Regions from separate parts of the Sus scrofa genome. Here regions 1 and 2 are each linked to region 3. A link is a contact called in public HiChIP or PLAC-seq data. All regions are on one chromosome and are shown on one strand. The core of a region is the stretch at or near the end of the contact, and the rest is flanking DNA. Distances in the headings are between cores, read along the strand shown. Region 1 holds the start of ZCCHC24 (zinc finger CCHC domain-containing protein 24). Region 2 has its middle 21 kb from the start of ZCCHC24. Region 3 overlaps ZCCHC24 (zinc finger CCHC domain-containing protein 24).

Region 1 (3,219 bases), core at 405-2,904, 39 kb after region 3:
GTCTCCCCTAGTCAATAATGGGGCCAGAAGGGGAGAACTTCTGTCCTCCCCCCTCCATCCCCAGCACACTGGTGCCTACACAAGGCCTTCTCCCCCAAACTGTTAAGGATTCTGACTGTCCTGAAGCTAACTGGCATGCCCAGGTCTAGAAGGAAAGTGCTCCTCCCCTGCCCCTTCCCCCTGCACTTTTGCTGAGAGAGCTGCCAGAAGGAGAGTGAGTGAAGGCCACAGAAGGGTGTCTGCAGTTCCCAAATGAGGCAGGAGTAAGTGGGAGCGGGGCCAAGGAGGAGATCAGCTGAAGGGAGAGAGGGTGGTGTCCAGGATGGCTCCTGAAGACCTCTCAAAGGGGCCCGGAGGTTGTGGCAATCTGTGTATTTGTCTAGCTGGGGAAAGATGCACTGCCCCCTGCGACGTTGTAACTGAATCCACCCCAACAGGCAGATTTTGCAAGGGCAGCGGGCCCAGATCTCTAGAGAAGGTACTGGGCAGCTGGAACTCTCCCCCTATCTAGCCCCCTCCCAAGAGCTCAAGAGGATTTCCCTTTCATTTCCTTCCAGGCTTGGGAGGGCGGGGGACAGAGCAGTCTGTGGGGTCAAGCCCTCAAAAACCACTTCCTATATGGCTGGGGGAGGGCAAGAGGCTGGAAGACGTATCTGGGGGTCCCTGTGTAAGAACAGCAGGAAAAGCTCTCAGGGAAAGCCCCTGCTTTCCAAGGTAAGCTTCGGGTCAGGAACCACCGCAGTCGGAGGAGCAAAGATTTTAGGCCGCTCCAAAGGAACTCGGAGCAGAATCCACACTCTCCGTCCCAGCCAGCGGTGGCCAAGAGGGGGATGGGATTGGGCGTGGGAAGGACACTTGGAAGGGGCTCCCCTCACAGGCCGCGCCCCGGCTGTCTGGAGAGAATCCGGAACCCACCCGCCCGGCCAGGCCCCCGCTCCCGCCCCAGGCTCTCGAAGCAGGGCGTCTGGGGGCTGGGAGTCTGGGCAAGAGGACCGACCAGCTCCCAGCTCCTCCGGGCCGAGCTCAGCCGGGAGGTGACGCGCTCCCGGCACCCCGGGGACTTCGTGCGGCGACTTTGGCAGAGCTGAGCGAAGCCAAGCCAAGCTGGGCCGGGCAATACAGAGCCGAGCCGGAGCCAGGCCAGGAAGAGCCGAGCAGATAGGAAAAGCCCCGGAGCGGTCGACCGAGGGCGGGGGCGCGCGGGGGCACCCACCTCTCCGCGCTGCAGCTGGAAGAAGCTGTTGAGATAGCTGGAGTGCAAGGGCGAGCCCAGCTGCTCTGGGCGGCCCTTGCCGAAGGCCAGCTCTGGGGGCGCGGCGCCGGCGGGCGGCTCGGGCCGGAAGGCATCGAAGGCGCTCGCCTGGTGTGTGTCCTGCAGCGACAGGTAGACCCAGTTGAGCAGCTGGGCGGGTTGGTACACCGAGGCGGCGCTCGTGTCGATGGCCGACAGCAGGCTCATTTTGTGGCGGCGGTGCCGGCCCCCCCCACCCCGGCCGCCCGCTCGCGCCCCCCCCCCGCGGAGGGGCGGGCACCGGGGAGCCTGCGCCCACTGCCCGCCGCCTGAGCCCCGACGGCGACCGCCTGCACCCCGCGCACTGCCCACAGCCGCCGCCGCCGCCTCCCCCCGACTGCAGCAGCAGCGCGCGCGGGTGGAGGAAGGAGGCAGCGAAAGTTGGGCAGGAAACTTTTAGGCCCGCCCCCTCCGCGCCGCCCGCTCCGCCCCGCGATCCGCTATCTGCCTTAGCGCTGACCCCTTCTGCAGCCGCTCCCGGGGTGGGGTTTACAGAGGCCCTGCCCCTTCTGGGCCGTCCTCGTCCCCCATTGGCTGTCTCGTTGAATATGGAGTAGCGGGGCGGGGTGAGAGGGGGGAAAGGATGCTCATCTACATATGTAGCAGTGTGAGGGCCCGCCTATGGGCGGCTCCCTCTCATGCTCCGCCCACCCAGTGCGGCCAATCCAGCTCCCCCATCCTGCAGGAGACTGGCGCTGCCGGGGCCTGATCTCTGCCGTCTCGCTCTGCTCTTGGCTCTCTTCTGGCTCTCGTTCTTCCCAAATCCTTTTCAATTATTTCATTTTCACTTTTTTATAGGTTATTTTCCTTCTTTCCTTATACTCTCTCCTTTCCCTCAGACTAATATCTCCTGTGTCCATCATTTCTCTATCGGTCTCGTTTTCTTTCTCTATGGATCTCATTCCGACTCTGTCTCCTTCTCTGTCTTCTCTGCTTTCGTCTAGTCTGATGTGTCTGTCTCTCCGCTTTCCCTCCCAGACACACACACATACACAGACACACACACAATCTCCCTCCCCTCGCTATCACCGAAGGACCCTCCCCCTCCCACTTAATTCCTTCCATCTGCAGAATCGCTTTGCGGGTCGGCTCCTCCTAGGGGGGCCTAGGTTCCTGCCCCAGGAAGGACTCCCCGCCCCCTTCCCTCCTCTTCCCACCTCCCCCTCCTCCTCTCCCTTCTCCTTTTTCTGCTCAGGGTCTGCCTCACTTCTTGCCCTTTTTCGTCTGTCCGGACCTGTCCCTAACCCCACCCTCGTGCGTCTTCGGGTCGCCGGGATCCTAGGTGGGTCTGGGGGAGCTGGGGAAGACGACGGTCATTCACCTCCCCAGCACGGCCCGGCTAGTCCCTATGCCTGAGGGAACCCCTTGTGCCTGCCGCCGCCCCTGCCTGAAACCCCTGGGCCTCCGCCCCCTCAGAATGGGGTAGTCCTTGGGTGCGTGCGCTGCGCCGGCTCCAAGGACCTAGAGGAGAGAAGCCTGGAGGAGACACAAGTAATCTCTCCAACCCCAAACCTCTATCTGGAGACATCCACCTCCAGCCTGCCTTCCACGTTCAAGTGCCAGCTAGGCCACTTTCCAGCTGAGTGGCCTTGGCATGGCTCCTGACCTCTGTGAATAAACCTGTTTTCTCTTTTGTAAGATGGGGACAGTCACTGTCCTACCTCTGGGAACATTTGTGAGCTTACCAGTTTGAGCTTGGTAATCAGAAGATATTCTATAAAGATCAGCTCTCTGCCATCCTTTCCACAAGGATTTCTCGCACTAGCTGCATCAGTACACATCTGTGGATGCTTGAACCTAAAAGAACTTCAATGCTGACTAAAGTGCCACCCCTTCCAATCATGTCACCAACCAAGGACCACAAGGGTTTTTTATTTTCTGTCTCATTTGATTATGTTTTCAAAGGTTTTGTCTGTCAAACAATTTGT
Region 2 (3,444 bases), core at 243-2,742, 60 kb after region 3:
GTTGAGAAGCGTGTCCCTGATATAAGAGTTACTATCTGGTGCCTTCAAAGCTGCAGAGTCACTAGAACAAGGGATTTAGGAACCATCTCAACAGATTCAGATAATCGGGGGAGCATCAACAGAAGGCTTCACCAGTAAAGCACCATAGTACACACACCTGCTAAGAACCTAGCTTATGCTCAGTACTTCCACATTCCAAGAGCACCTCCGCTAATGAGTTCTTTTCCCTGTTTTTCAGATAAGGGAAACCCAGGCTATGAAAGGCAAAATCATCCATCCCAGTGGAGCAGGATTCCTTGGAGGGCTTCTGACTGCAGCTCAGACTCCTTCCACTGTCGTGTACTGTCTCACGCTTTTCAGACCTCTGCGATGGTGGTTTGAGGTCAGGGCTGGGGCGGGGTGTGGGGCCTGGATGTGTACAGCCAGATAGGAGCAGCCCGGACGTCATGAACTACAGTCACAGAGCCTGCAGCCATCGCTAGGCTCTTCGAAGCTCCTGTGGGAGCTGCTGGGGTGGGAGGCAGGCGGAGTATTTGTGTGTCTAGAAGGTCACATCCTCCAAATAAACACATCCATGAGGGAACTGGGGCACCTCCCTCTGATTGAGGACATTTGTTTCTGAGCAGTAAACTGTGGCTGACCTGGAGACTGGCCGATGCTTCCAGGAAAGAAACTCATCTGATGCTCCACCAGCTCCAAGATGCTTGCCCCCAGGGCCTCCCCCAGCCCCTGGCTCTGGACGTCGGGGCCCCTCTGTGGTCACCGTCTCTGAGGTGACAGGGCTGGAAGTGGTCAGTTTGTTCCAGGGAAATCTTGAGGGAAATGCAATCACTGTTTACACGTCCCTGCAGGGCTCAGATTTAGGGCAGATGCAGCAGATGTGTTCTGGAAAACCCCAGAGATGACAGAGAAAGAAAGATTCCCACCCAATCTGACAAGAGACTTCTCGTGGTTGGAAATGTTTTTAGAAAAATGTGGGTTACTCTGTGGGTGAATGGGCTCCCTATTAGAGGTATGTGAGCTGAGTTTGTGTGTCACTGTGGAGGGCAGATGAGGAGGGATTCGCAGCAGCAGTGGATTAGGCTACATAACCTTCAACATCCTCTCCCAGCCTTGAACTTGCCAGTTTCTGTACTCCAAGCTTTATTTCCATTCTTTTCCTTTTGTTCTAGGGAATACTTCTGGGATGAACATTGCCATTTGCCTCCCAGCATCCTTCCCCCTGCTCCTAGCATCCTGGAACAGCTGTCAGGCCGTTCTTGTGCGACTGGCCCCATCCCCAGTGCTGGGAGGAGGGCTTGGTTTGCTGTAGCCAATCAGCATGATCCTATTTCTTGCCATAAGGTTGGGTTGCTAGGAGGGCAGGAACTGAAAACTGAGGCAACCAGGGCAGGGTATTCCCCGGATAAAACTTTTAGTTCAGGTCTGGCCATGGGACCTCAGGAGGACACAGTGGAGCAGTGCCCAGGACTAGCATGCGATGGCTGTGGGAAGCGTTCCTCCCTGTCTCAGTGGGCATGACAGAAGAGGCACACACCCAGTGTAACGGGGACATCCAGTGCCTTTCCCATTTCTCCTGTCCCATTTCCAATTGCCACCTCTTGATTTTCTTTTTTTCAGCCTGAGGTTTTTTCTGGCTACTGGAGTCCACTCTGCCTGCTCCCAGGACAGGCCAGAAGGACCTGGGCCACTTGGTGGCTAACTCTGATACGTGGTTCCCTAAAACTCCTCCATGGGCTTGCACCCTAATTTTCCAAAGATAACTTTCTAGATAACCCTTTGTGGGCATTTCCCTTCTCTATCTCAGTTTCCCACCTGCCTACTAATGCTTCCTGGGATATCTTCCCAAATAAACTACTTATTCTCACATCTCAAGATCTGGGGAGGCATCTAGCTGAAGGCTCCTGGATTGAGGCTGACCGCCATCCTGAGGCCAGCGGGAGCCAGGGTTAGGATGAAACCGGGACATGGAAAAAGGAAGGGCAGGACAAGGAAAAGAGGGTCCTTGGGATCACTGGGGAACTGTTGACTCCCCCTTGCTTGAAGTCTGCCTTCTTTTTAGACTTTTGTGAACAATAAATTCTCTTTCTAGTTTAAGCCAGCTGGAGTTGGTTTTCGTTACTTGCAAGCGAAAGCATTGTGAGTGATGTAATGCACAACAGGGAGAGCCTCAAGCATGGCCTTGCAGTTTGGGATGGCAGACACTGACTGTCATTACGAGACAGGGAGAGACAGTCTGCCATGGATGACAGAGGCAGGTGGACGCAGTTAAACTCGCAGCTCTGCCACTAAGCAATTAAGTGGCTTGAGGCATTTACTTTCCCTCTCTAAGGCTTAGTTTTCTTTTCTTTTCTTTTTCTTTTTCTTTTTTCTTTCGTCTTTTTAGGGCTGCACCCCCGGCAAATGGAGGTTCCCAGGCTAGGGGTCAAATCAGAGCTGTAGCTGCCAGGCACACCACAGCCCCAGCAATGCAGGATCTGAGCTGCGTCTGCAACCTACACAGCTCACAGCAATGTCAGATCCTTAACCCACTGAGCGAGGCCAAGGATCAAACCCGCCTCCTCATGAATATTAGTCAGATTTGTTTCCACTGAACCACGACAGGAACTCCTTTTTTCTTTTTCTTTTTTTTTGGCTGTCTCTGCAGCATGCAAAAATTTTCAGGCCATGGAGTTCCCATCGTGGCTCAGTGGTTAACGAACCCAACTAGTATCCAGGAGGACAAGGGTTCGATCCCTGGCTCGTTCAGTGGGTTAAGCATCCAGCATTGCCGTGAGCTGTGATATAGGTCACAGATGCAGCTCGGATCCCATGTTGCTGTGGCTGTGGCATAGGCTGGCAGCTACAGCTCCGATTCGACCCCTAGCCTGGGAATTTCCATATGCTTTGGTGTGGCCCTAAAAAACACAAAAGACCAAAAAAAAAAAAAAAAAAAAAAAGAATTCCCACGCCAGGGATCAAATCCAAGCCACAGCAGTGACAACACTGACTCCTTAACCCACTGAGCCACCAGGAAACTCTTGAGGCTTGGTTTTCTTATCCATAGAATTGAAGTGATGTTACCAGTCTTTCGGGGTTATTGTGAGCTTTAAAAAGTAACACTTGAAAAGTAGCTAGCCAGTGGCAAATGGTCAATAAATGGTAGTTACTGATACTTGAAGAAGGAAAAGAAGGAGCAAGAGAGAAGGAGAAAAAAAGAGGACTTATTCTGTGTCCTCAAAGACACAAGTAAGCAGAAGTTCAGAATGGGGGAGGTCAACAGGGAGTGGTTCAGATTAATTGGAGAGGTTCCATCTTGGGATGCAGGGAAGGAATGACAATAGCTGACAGCTACTGAGCTCTTTCTCAGCACCAGGCACTGATCTGAGCCCTTTTCACTTATAAATCATGGAATCTTCTCAAAAACTTTATGAAACACATACTCTTACTACCATCGCTCACCAC
Region 3 (3,724 bases), core at 1,036-3,535:
CTCCAGCCCCCTCCCCTTTTCTGGGTTCCTGCCTCAGCCCAGCAGGAGCCCAGAAGGCCCAGCCTCCTCACCACCCCTCCCACCCCGTTCCCAGCCCAAAGCCACCGCAAAAATGTCATCCTGATTCCACAACACTAGGGTTTGTCAAAGTGCAGAAGAACAATGACGCTTTCACAGTGCCAGGAAAAGGTCTCAGGAAAACCCTGGGGAGGGGGCACGGAGTGGCGGTGTGGAGACAGGGAAAGGGCTGAGATGGAGGGGAGAAGACAAGGGGAGGCTGAGAGGCAGGGGCCAGAGGCAGAGCTCAGTCAGGAGTCAGGGGCAGGGAGGAGGGGGTGGGCTGAGAGCCAAGAGAGTGAGAAGACAGGGGTGGGGGTGGGGGGAGGGGTGATGAGTGACAGGCGAAAGGGGAGAGAAGAGGGGGAAACGAACCAAAAGGGAAGGAGAAAACAGACACAGGAGGGAGGTCCGACACAGCCAAGAAGCCCCTCCAGGACCCAGAGGCCCCTGGCACCCCATACACCTCCCCACCTCTGTGCCCCCAGGCAGAGCCCCCTCCTGGCCACAGGAACTCCTCTCTCCGAATCCCACCCCCAAGCCAGGCAATTGGAAGTGCTCTCAGGCAAAACTTTTTGGAAAGCAAAGACTTTTTAATCACATGAGCAGCCACTCCCTAAGTTATCTGTTTCCTGCTTCTGGCTTTCCTCCATTAGCAAACCGCACGGATCAGAGCTCAGGGGTGGGAGGGGAAGGGGGGCCAGTCCAAAGGGGGTGGAAAACATCCGAATCAGAGCGATTGCAAAAGCCCTAGGTTTTCCTCCTCTTCTATGACTGCAGAGGCAGCAGTGGCCATTCCCGCTGCCGCCGTAGAGGGTGGACGAGGTGGATGGAAGCTCTGCAACCACCCGGCCGTTGGCTGAAAGCTGGACACTGACCTCTCTGAAAACCATTTGTTCTCCAGAGCTGGTGCCCAGGTCCCTGTGCATCCCTGTTTGGGTGGCCCGTTTGCCTGACAAGCCCTTTCTTCTGACTGTGCCCCTCCCCGCCGCCGCAGACACAACCCTGGTCCAGCCAGGCAGAGTTGCCCTCAAGTACTTTAATGGCCACTTCAGGCTTGAAGGCTCCCGGGACCTGCAGGACGGAGGCAAAACACTGAAGGCTTTCAGGCCCTTCCACATCTGGCCCAGCTGAGCTTATCTTCCTAACTGCTACTCCCTCCTACCAAACTTCTACTCCAACAATGACCACAAAATCATTTCCTGCGAATGACAGGTCCCCCTCTGCCCGTCCCGCCCCCTTGCCTTTGCGCTTGCTGTTCCCTGCACCCCAAACATTTCTCCACCCAGTGAATGCCCCTGGTAGCCAAGGCCAAGCTCCAAGGTTAACCCCTCTGGCCGCCCGCATCCCAGACAGGGTTAACTCCTCGGGGTGCTCACCACACTCTGAGGCTTGAGCACTAGCTGACAGCCATCCCATTGCCTCCCCCGGAGAAGGCCCCGGCTCTCCAAACTCCCAGGGGACTTTGTGGTCTGCACCACTCGCTTGGCTGCGGGTCATGTCCCGCCCTGACCCAGCCTCTGGCATGCCAGGGATGATCCAGCATGCCAGAGGTTTCATCCTGAACTTAAAGGACTTCTGAATACTGCCGTTTCTTCCGTCTTGTTTCCCAGGAGTCTCTGAGTGTGCTGTGGCCATGCGGGGTCCTCCACGTCTCCCACTTCCCTCAGAACACCCTGAGTGGGGTTCAGGACACATCAGAAGCTGGAGGGGATGGCGGTGGAAGCAGTACCAGTGATGGGTGAGATGTGTGGGCTGAGGCCAAGGTCAGGCAGGCAGGAGGTGGCAAGGCTGGAGCTGGTCTGCTCCCAGGACGCCCCTTCCGGGCTGCGCAGAGCACTCTGGAGGGTCACCTCAGGTCCTGATTTCCCCAGAATGTCTGGTCCCTGGCTCTGCATCTGAGACCATTCCTGGTGAGGCCTGGCCAGACGTGACCTGGCTAGATGTGGCTGTAAGCAACCTAGCTCCACCTGGCTAGAGGGAGGCTCTGCACCAGTCCTGGGGGCAGGGCTGGGGCCAGGAAGGCGGTGGGTAGAGGTGGTGGCCTCAGCCTAAAGCGATGCTGTGAGTGTGAGGGTCACAGCCCTGGGAGGAGAGGACAGGGGAACTCAGCTCAAAATAGCGATGGGGGAAGGGTGCAGAGGGTGGCCAAGGGCCAGAAGAGAAATCTGATCTGCTCTGGCTGATGAAATGCTGAAGTCAGCAGTTTGGGGCCACTCTGGCAGGAGCCAAGGCTGGGGCTCCCACGGCTGCCTGGTGAGAGGCTGCAGGCCTGACTTGCAGCCTCTGCTCTGTGCTCACATCAATCGCTCCTTTCTCTGGCCCTCCATCTGCTCATCTGGCCACTGAGGGGTAGTGAGAGAAGCAAGCTGTCCACCTCTGAGAACTTTCATCAGGTGAGTGGTGGAGATTGAGACGCTCAGGAGTCGGCAACAACCACACTCAGGAACTGCCCATGGGGAGTGTCCACTGAGTGCCAGCGCTGGCCATGCACCTGACTTGTAGTTTCATGGTGACTCCGCTTCCAGATGAGGAAACAGAGGCCCAGAGAGGATAAGTCACCTGTCCAAGGTCACAAAGCAAGTAAGTGGCAGGCCTTCGACCCCAGTCTTTCTGGCTATCATCCAATTCCCTCATTGCCGAGTGAGGGCCTGAAGGCGGTGAAGGGGGTTCGAGGTCCTCTGTGGCAACTGCAATCAGGCAAAGCAGGGGTTAAGGGGGTCCTGGAGGCCAGCCCAGGCATCTGCCAGCTTTTACCATGGTTCCACGGTATTGGCTGGTGTTGAAAATCAGAAAATGGGCCCTGGGAAGGAGGGTGCCTGTGCAAGTAAATGCATGTGTGCTTGTGTGCGTGCATGCATACGTGTAGCTCTCATGGTCACTGCAGGGCAGCAGACCATGGCATAAGCCTACTCATCTTCCCCTTCAGGGTGGCAGAGGAAGAGCTGCCCTTATGTGACTTTTCTAGGGGGTCACGGGGCAGAAGCAAGTCATTTACCACCCGACAGCCCAGGCTGTAGCTGATCTTGCTTTTTCACTCAGGGGCAGGAAAAGTTTGCAAAACTGTCCCTTCATTGGTGTCTCCAAGATGGGCTCTGCAGGAGACAGGATGATGGAGCCAGGCTATAGAGCCTCAGATGGTCCATTCCTCTTCCTGGGCCACTGGTGCCCAGCTGTAACAGCCCCACAGTTCCTGCTGTGTGTGGCATCACCTCCGCCAGCCATTCCATCCTCACTACAACCCCTACAGATGAGGAGTCTGAGGCACAGAGAGGTTGGGAGATTTGCCTGAGGTCACACAGTCAGGAAGCGGCAGAGCTGGGATCCAAACCCAGGCCTGGCAGACTCCCACAGCACCACCTGCCTCCCATACAGTCTCCAGCTCTCGCCTTCTCTGGAGTCCTTGCACTTACCTGTGGGCAACCCCACATGATGATAAGCCTGCTCGTGCCCTGGGATGGGAGGAGTGGGAGTATGTTCTCATTACAGGAGGTGGGGTGGCTGCTGGTACTCGTTCTCACACCGCCTCTGCACACCAGCCCACTGAATGGCATATCTCGTATCTCAGCAAAATCCCATGGAAGCCATACTTCCTCCTGGAAGCTTTCCTTGACTGCTTCTGCCTGCAGAGACCACTCTGATCTCTGCTTCCTCTGCGGCTCATCTC

Evidence for each region. HiChIP or PLAC-seq counts read pairs in DNA pulled down with a chosen protein or histone mark.
Region 1: a contact with region 3 is called in an H3K27ac HiChIP or PLAC-seq map of skeletal muscle. The contact joins the promoter of ZCCHC24 here to the enhancer-like site in region 3. A contact is called at or near these places in 2 of 5 promoter capture datasets (fetal liver and fetal skeletal muscle), 13 of 47 Hi-C or Micro-C datasets (brain, embryonic fibroblasts, fetal heart ventricle and 6 more) and 1 of 2 datasets of contacts at active chromatin or transcription factors (skeletal muscle).
Region 2: a contact with region 3 is called in an H3K27ac HiChIP or PLAC-seq map of skeletal muscle. The contact joins two enhancer-like sites. A contact is called at or near these places in 2 of 5 promoter capture datasets (fetal liver and liver), 25 of 47 Hi-C or Micro-C datasets (alveolar macrophages, blood, brain and 12 more) and 2 of 2 datasets of contacts at active chromatin or transcription factors (alveolar macrophages and skeletal muscle).

The regions. Positions count from the first base shown.
Region 1 is chr14:81,762,312-81,765,530 of Sscrofa11.1, forward strand. ZCCHC24 (zinc finger CCHC domain-containing protein 24) reads right to left here and starts at 1,655. Exons shown (of 4, transcript XM_021073637.1): 1 at 1,214-1,655. The coding sequence starts at 1,459.
Region 2 is chr14:81,783,074-81,786,517 of Sscrofa11.1, forward strand. No RefSeq gene overlaps it. Among named protein-coding and RNA genes, the nearest start is that of ZCCHC24, 21 kb to the left of the region's middle. Within about 2 kb of position 1,493, at least 7 of the 83 cell types and tissues checked have an H3K27ac peak or open chromatin away from gene starts, as enhancers often do. A contact at or near this core is called in skeletal muscle, where this site is marked.
Region 3 is chr14:81,722,361-81,726,084 of Sscrofa11.1, forward strand. All of the region lies in intron 2 of ZCCHC24 (zinc finger CCHC domain-containing protein 24), which reads right to left. Among named protein-coding and RNA genes, the nearest start is that of ZCCHC24, 40 kb to the right of the region's middle. Within about 2 kb of position 2,286, at least 38 of the 83 cell types and tissues checked have an H3K27ac peak or open chromatin away from gene starts, as enhancers often do. A contact at or near this core is called in brain, fetal liver, fetal skeletal muscle and 3 more, where this site is marked.